Regions from separate parts of the Sus scrofa genome. Here region 1 is linked to region 2. Evidence: chromatin contacts called from public Hi-C data. All regions are on one chromosome and are shown on one strand. The core of a region is the stretch at or near the end of the contact, and the rest is flanking DNA. Distances in the headings are between cores, read along the strand shown. Region 1 holds the start of ANAPC13 (anaphase promoting complex subunit 13). Region 2 holds the start of SRPRB (signal recognition particle receptor subunit beta).

The links. Hi-C and Micro-C count contacts between places; a contact is called where the count stands out from the background.
Region 1: a Hi-C map of liver shows a contact between it and region 2, with 8 times the contacts expected there. The contact joins the promoter of ANAPC13 here to the promoter of SRPRB in region 2. A contact is called at or near these places in 1 of 5 promoter capture datasets (liver), 3 of 47 Hi-C or Micro-C datasets (heart right ventricle, liver and skeletal muscle) and 1 of 2 datasets of contacts at active chromatin or transcription factors (alveolar macrophages).

The regions. Positions count from the first base shown.
Region 1 is chr13:75,603,196-75,606,861 of Sscrofa11.1, forward strand. ANAPC13 (anaphase promoting complex subunit 13) reads right to left here and starts at 1,820. Exons shown (of 3, transcript NM_001178070.1): 1 at 1,797-1,820; 2 at 967-1,092. The coding sequence starts at 1,065. It overlaps CEP63 (centrosomal protein of 63 kDa), which reads left to right and starts at 2,429. Exons shown (of 13, transcript XM_021069477.1): 1 at 2,429-2,511.
Region 2 is chr13:74,974,018-74,977,638 of Sscrofa11.1, forward strand. SRPRB (signal recognition particle receptor subunit beta) reads left to right here and starts at 2,013. Exons shown (of 7, transcript XM_021069470.1): 1 at 2,013-2,228; 2 at 2,834-2,928. The coding sequence starts at 2,075.

The DNA of each region.
Region 1 (3,666 bases), core at 570-3,069, 630 kb after region 2:
TCCTGTACATTGAGGGTAACACCACCACCCCGAAGTTTAAGCATCAGGGATAATATACGTCAGACTTCGATCTTGGTCCATGGCACAAAACAGGTATTTGATAAGTGGAGCTATAGTTCTTGTATGCGCTTTTGACTATTTTTCTAAACTTGAACTAAGTTATGTGTTATGTGTATTATTCATTGAACATATTACCCGCCCCCCCCTTTTGCCATGCCTTAAGCATGCATAAGTTCCTGGACTAGGGACTGAACTCATGCCATAGTAATGACCAGAGCCACAGCAATGATGGATCCTTCACCTGCTAGGCCACCAGGGAACTCTGTTATCACTTATTCTTAAATGAAATGTCAATGGCAGCAGCAGTCCGCCTGCAAGCTGTCTTCTATTACCAGCTCTTCCTAGGAAAGTTGGTAGGCTCTAAAGGAAAACTCCCTGTTCTCCTTGTTAGGCCTTGGTAACATAAATACAAATTTTAATAAGCCCTCATTCAAAAAAAAAAAAAAAGTTTAGATAACTTATAACACGAGATTTAACAAACTCCTTGCAGAATTTTCCAAAGATCAGGAAACAAGAGAGCTCGATGGTCTAAATGCAAAAAAAAGAAAAGCCAGGTGTCTTCTGAGTATTTTCCAGGGAACCTAGGATAGGTGTGTGTTTCAAAAATGTGAGTGTCTAAAAATGTCAACTGATAAACCCACCTGTGGTGTGGCAGACAGAACATGGCTCAGAAGACCTGGGCTCTAGTTCTGGCATGACCCCTAACTGAGCTGGTCACATCAGTTCTCTGAAACACATTTCTCTTCAAATAAAAAAAAAACAAGATAATTGTTCTTCAGAGGATTCTAGAGTTAGAGGACTCTACAGCACTGATTTCTTTGCTTTACTAGTTTATGTGCCCATTGATATCCTACTTCTACTATATCAGACCTTTAACCCATCACCTCAGAATAAGCAGGGGCCTACCAGTGGTATTGCAACATCTTCATAAGGCAGCTTGTCCTCTCGCCAAGCATCGTCAATCAAATCCAAGATCCTTCCATCTCTCTGTACCTCACTGTCCATTTTCCTGCAGCTTTGCTCTTGCCAGATCTGAAAGCCAAAGAGGTTATTTCTTAAGCATGAGGAGATGATGTAATCTAGCACTAGGGGTTCTCCAAGCTTTTTAGCCTGGATGTGTCTTTTGGCATGATATCACTTTGGGAAAGACTCATCTCATCCGGGTCAGGTTATTTACAAGATCACAGTCCCTTCCAGCTGATTTTCCCAGTCACACACAGATCCCACCTTTCTGTAAGGGTTTCTCAGATCACTCCAGCTTCAGCCCACATCCTGCCCTTGATCTACCTTTTGTCCTTATGATCTACTAACCAAGTCAGGTCGACTTTGTGACCAACTGCTCAGGTATTACTGCTTCCAATTGCTGTGTGTAGTAAAATTTTTTGTCAGTGACTCAGCACATCTTTCCTCAATTTGGCCTCAATCTTTTTTCACCTGTCCCTCTTCCGAACACCTCTAACTCTGTTATCCTTTCCAGCCTTTGCACTCAAAGTTCTTTACCCCATCACTAACACACCCATTTTTCCTTCCAAACTCAAAGCTGGCGTCAGCTCATCAGAACCAACATGCCATTTCCAGAGTTAGGCGCTAAGGTGCCTTCTCTCTTCAGGGGCTGGAAAAAAGGAAAGCACAAGACGGGCAAAGAGGGGCAATGACCAGGAAATGACTACGTCTCAAACACTTGCCTCACTCAACAGAATGAAGCATTACCACTTTCCTGAACAAAGTTTTCTTACACATACGACTGTCCCAATGCCTGGAATGCTCTGTCTTCTTCCTTTTTTCCCCAGCTAACCCCAAACTGTCCAAAAAATTTAGCTCCCAGGTCGTCTTCTGCAGGAGTCGTTCTCTAAGAGCCAGAAGAGCGCAGTCCCCGCCCCTCCGCGGGTCCCATAGTTCTCTGGGCACAGAGAATGATCCCCATCAGGATCTTGGTATATTGCCTGTCACACGGTCTTTCCAGACACGAGACGCCTGCGTTTCCCGGGGGGAGGGCAGTTTTATTCATCTCTGCTTTAGAGCTCTGTGAAACATGCAGTTACATGAGCAAAACTGGGACGCCTTTTCCCTCGCTAGAAATGACCCTCTCGGGCCACCACCGTCCATACAGGCCTGGGAGGCCGCCCCACAGCCACGGCTTCCGGCCCGAGGCGGGATATACCAAATGCGGAAGCGAGGGGGGGGGGTCCGGACAGCCAAGCAAGTTCCCCTCCTCCCCGCCCAACGTGTGGTAAGAGAAGTGGTTAGGAGGGAGAGGATGATGTGAAAACAACGACCTAAGCCAAGAGAAACGGCAGGAGTCCGAACGCGCTCCCGTATCTCCAGACCCTACATTACGTGCGCGCAAACCCTTTTACCAGCCCCAAACCCAGCGTGTCACACACCCCCGCCGACCGCGCCCTCAGCATCACGTGACCCAGACGTCCTTCACTTTCCGATCCCCGGATGTGGGTGAGCCCATTTGCCGGAGCACAGGGGGAGTTAGGGAGGACATTGTTTTAATTAAAAGTGAAGGAGCAGTGGGCAAAACGAACGTGCTGACTGCTGTGGCTGGACGTCAGGTTGGCGGTGCCGCGCGTGCGCACCCCCAGCCGTAGGTAACGGCGGGAAGGCTCGGGGAGCGCTCGCGGCAGCCCTTAACCGCATTGCGAACGTCGGACGGGCGAGGGGCGGCCGTCTCTGGGCCTGGAGGTAGCCCTGGCTGCGGTGGGGCCGCGGGCCGAGCGGCCGAATGGCCTGGGGCCTGCTTCCTCAGCCGCCCGCTGGCCTCCAGGCCCGCCCCCGCCGGCCCGGCTCCGCCCCGGCGCCCCGCCCCCCGGCCTTTTCGCTGACGCCCGGCTGACCCGCGAAGCCGGATATGGCCTCCCTCGGCGTGCGGTCCCGGCCAGCCAGGTGGTCAGCTCTTACCTAGAGACCGGGCCGGCGGGAGGGCGGCGGGGTGGGCGAGCTGCTCGTCTTCCCGGAGCGGAGTTAGCCGCGGGCCACTCTTCCACTTCAGGGGAGGGATCCTCGGCAAGGCCCTCTCGCCTGGGCTGCCTCATCTGGTTAGCTTCTTAGCATTGTTGCGACTTAGGTCATTGATGGCAGGTGATAGCGGTTCATTCACGGGTGGGAAGTTTAGCAAGTTTTAAAAAGTGAGTTGGTTAAAAACGTATTGGAGGTACAGAAATGTGGCAGAAAACATGAAGGACTCAATTGGGGAACCCTGGACTTAGGGATCCATACAAATCAGGGATGGGAAATAAATGATAAATTGAGGAAATAAAAGGTATAGGTCCTTAGAACACTTTAATCATCAAGATACTTTAAGGCGGTAAATCTAGGCTTATAATGAGGTTTTTCTTATGCTTCTTGAAACAGTAAAGATGAGTCCGCTGTCAGCGACTACTCTTCCTTTGCAATTACAGTACATTTCTTTGCACAAAGTAGTTTTCCTTGAGCCTTACAGACAGTTCCTTAAACCAGTCTTTAAGAATTTTTTCTTCTTTTAATAAAGCAGTATTGTAGGGTTAGTGCCCTGTGGTAATAGTTTCCCACATGCGTGCATTTAATTTTCTAGACATGAAGAGGAAATCAAGGATTATTAACTACATGCTACCTTCGAAT
Region 2 (3,621 bases), core at 763-3,262:
AGAGAGCAATCCCATCTCAGTTTGCTCTCTGTAAAAGTGGGATAATGGATCATTGTGAACATTAAACAAATTAATAAATTTAAAGTACTTAGAACAATGCCTAACAAACACTCATCAATGTTAGCAATTATCCTCATTACCCACCTGCTTCTCCACCTACTACAATCTCTGGTCCATTCCCACCTCCCCCAACCCCCACTGTTCCCTCTGAGCTCACTTTTCCTTCGAGCCCTCATATCTGTTACAGAGATGCCACTGACCACTTCCAGGACACGTTTTATTCCTGTGTTGCTGACTCTTCCTTCTTAGGCTTCTTCATAGGGATCCCCTCTCCTCCTCACTCTTCAGGCCCTCCACGTTTAATGACCATTTATTTACATATGAAAATATGGCACTTATTGCTGAAATTTCACATACGTTTACTGCATCACCTGCTCCACATAGGATTTTCGAATTCTCAGAGGCACTAGAAACTCCATCTATAGCAAAAGAGAGGCAGTTTTCAATCTGGCTATATCCCCAGCTCCAAAGACCCTCCAACTGAGTTCTCCCTCCAATTTATGTTAAGCCCTTTGACCTTCCCAATAACACACAGCAACTGCTTCAGATGCAGTCTTGATAACTCTCCTTTTCCTTAACTCAGCATATCCAATTAATCACCAAATCCTATACATTTGCCTTCTAAATATCTGTGCCCTCCTTTCCTCTGCCTTTGGTTCAGACCCTGTGCATTGTTTGCTAAAACACTACAATAGCTACTAGCTGGTCTCCCTGCCTCCAGACTTTTCTGTCTCAAACCGTAGCTCACCATTGATATGCCAATCATCTATTTCATTCTCAGTGACACTTCCTTTTGCATTCTGGCTAAAGTCTAGGTTCCTCAGCATAGCACACAGTCCCTTCAGGTCTGGTTTTTGCCAGCATTTCCTGCTTCATCTCCTCTCACTTCTGCTGAAACGACACCTGCTTGATGACAGAGACTGCAAGCTAGCAGTCCCTAAGCCAGCCACATCTGATGCAATGAGGTATCACAAGTTTTTATTACTTACTATAATTTGAAAAGTGGGAAATTTACCTTAAGAACTTGTCTTTCTGGCATCTCTTGAAAAACTCAAGAGTTGGCCACACTGGTCCCACATTCTTGCCTGAAGAGTGGTGGCTGCCACTTTAGGGTAGGAGTGACAGTATTTGTTGCTGTTGTCTTTTTAGGGCCACACCTGCAGCATATGAAGTTCCCAGGCTAGGGATCTAATCGGAGCTGTAGCTGCTGGCCTAGCCACAGCCACAGGCACACCAGATCCGAGCGGCATCAGCGACCTACACCACAGGTCACGGCAACGCCGGATCCTTTAACCCAATAAAAGAGGCCAGGAATCGAACCCGAGTCCTCATGGTACCCAGTCGGGTTTGTTACCGCTGAACCACGACAGGAACTCCAGGAATAAGTTTTTAATGGCCCTTGCCCCTCCCATTGACTTTCCTGGCTGCTTCCCTTGATGTATTTATCTCAGTTGTAGCTTTCAATTTACAATGTACGGACAATGAATTGCTCATTTTCTTCTGCACAGAGCAACCTTTCTTCTGTTATGCCTGAAGAGCCTAACTCAGTTCCTATCATTTTCCTCCAGGAGCTTTCCCCTGAACCCAGGTGGACTAAGCGACCCTTTCTGCCTTCCCATTCCACGCCTTACATCCTCTGTCACACTTCATGCCACATTACTTTCCGATGAAATGTTTGTGAAACGCTTGAGTTCCTCACAAGTTTCACGAAGGGAGATTTCTTGAGCATTTATTTTATTCTCCCATCATTTTGTCCACGGTCATGGAGACAGCAGAGACATCTGACTCATCTTAAAGGATGAACATGTCACACAAACCTCGGCTGACTGCCCATCTCTCCGTGGGAACACACTGTCCCAGAGAACTACAACTCCCATCAGGACCTTCAGGATCCCGGACTCGGAAAGAGGAAATACAACATAGGAACTACCACTCCCGTGATGCTCCGCTTCGCACGCCTGCGCAGAGCCTAGGGCCACGTCGCTTTTGCAGTGCCGGGTGTAAGTACTCAGACATGGCTTCTGCAGACTCCCGGCGGATGGGGAATGGCGGCAGTATGGGGGGCGCCTTCCATCCCTACCTGGACTCCTTGCGGCAGGAGCTACAGCAGAGGGACCCGACGCTGCTGTCAGTCGTGGTGGCGCTCGTCGCGGTGCTGCTGACGCTAGGTAAAGAGGGGGCTGGTGGATTAGGTGGGTGCAGGGCAGGCGGGGATCCGATCTTGGACTGGGCTGTGCCGACCGCGGACGCGGTGTGGCGGTGCCACCTGGGGGGCGTCTAGAGAGGAAGACTCACTCGATACAACTCCCTGCTTTTCTGCCTGAAGCAGCGTGAGTAGCGCTACGTTAAAGAGGATTTCCCGCGACCCCAGGAGTCAAGTTTCAGTCCTCGGGCATGGGTTACTAGACCCTGTTTTGCCTAGGCACGCGGTTCTCCCCACTTCCATTGCTCTTGTTGCCAAGACTCAAAGGGTCTTCTCTCCAAGTTTGAGCATCCTGTGTTTGAGCTAGAAGCCAGCGATACAGGGTTAATAAAGCCGGATTGCATTTGAAGAGTATGCAGTCGAGGTAGGGGGTGCAGATACAGAAAAGTTGACAGTTAATAGTCGCAGGCGCTCAGCAGAGTTACTAAAATAATGATTATAATGGTGGTAATAACAGAGTAAACTCCAGGTGAATGAGGTGTTCTGTGGTAGACTTCTCTTAATTTTCCCCAACCCAATCACACACGCGTAATCAAGGCGTAATTTTGGTTCTTTTTTTCTATTCCACAGTGTTCTGGAAGTTCATCCGGAGCAGAAGGAGCAGTCAAAGGGCGGTTCTTCTTGTTGGCCTTTGTGACTCCGGGAAAACATTGCTCTTTGTCAGAGTAAATGCTTTGATTTTCACCTTTCTTAAACTTGATAGGAAAACTTAGGGCATCCCATTATTCCTGTGAGGTTTACTGAGCTGATGCTGACAGCTGGGGAGTTAATTCTTGACTCCTTTGGGAAAATGAAAAGACTCTTGAAAAACTCAAAATAACCTGGGATTTCTCTACCATTTCTTTTCTCTTGCACTTGCCAGATACTGACATTTAGCCCTTATCCCATTTAAGGGTTTTATATACTAACTACTTTCATGCCATGGCTAAGGATGCCAGGACAGCTGAAGAGATTACAGTGTATAATTCATTGTGTAACAAACTCTTTTGAGAATTTGTCAAAGGAACTTTTTAAAAGCGTGATTCTCCTTCCACATATTGGGCCACTTAGGCTTCTTTTCATTAATACTTATTTTAATCTACTTAGTATTTTTAAATATTTGGTTTTTTGCTACAGAGAGTAGCAGAGGTTTTCTCCTTATTACTTACTCTTCTTTTTGTTCTGCTAAAGACATATACTCTCTGATCATCTTTGGTGATTAAAAATGTTGGGTGGAAGGTCAGTAAACTTGACCACTAACTATTTGAAACTATTATTTGAACATAATGGTTTAAAAACAATGGTTTTCCTTCCTCTCTCACTGGAGCGAGGGGAATGAATTTTGCAGTTAATTAGTTTTTCTATAAGAAGAGGGAAAA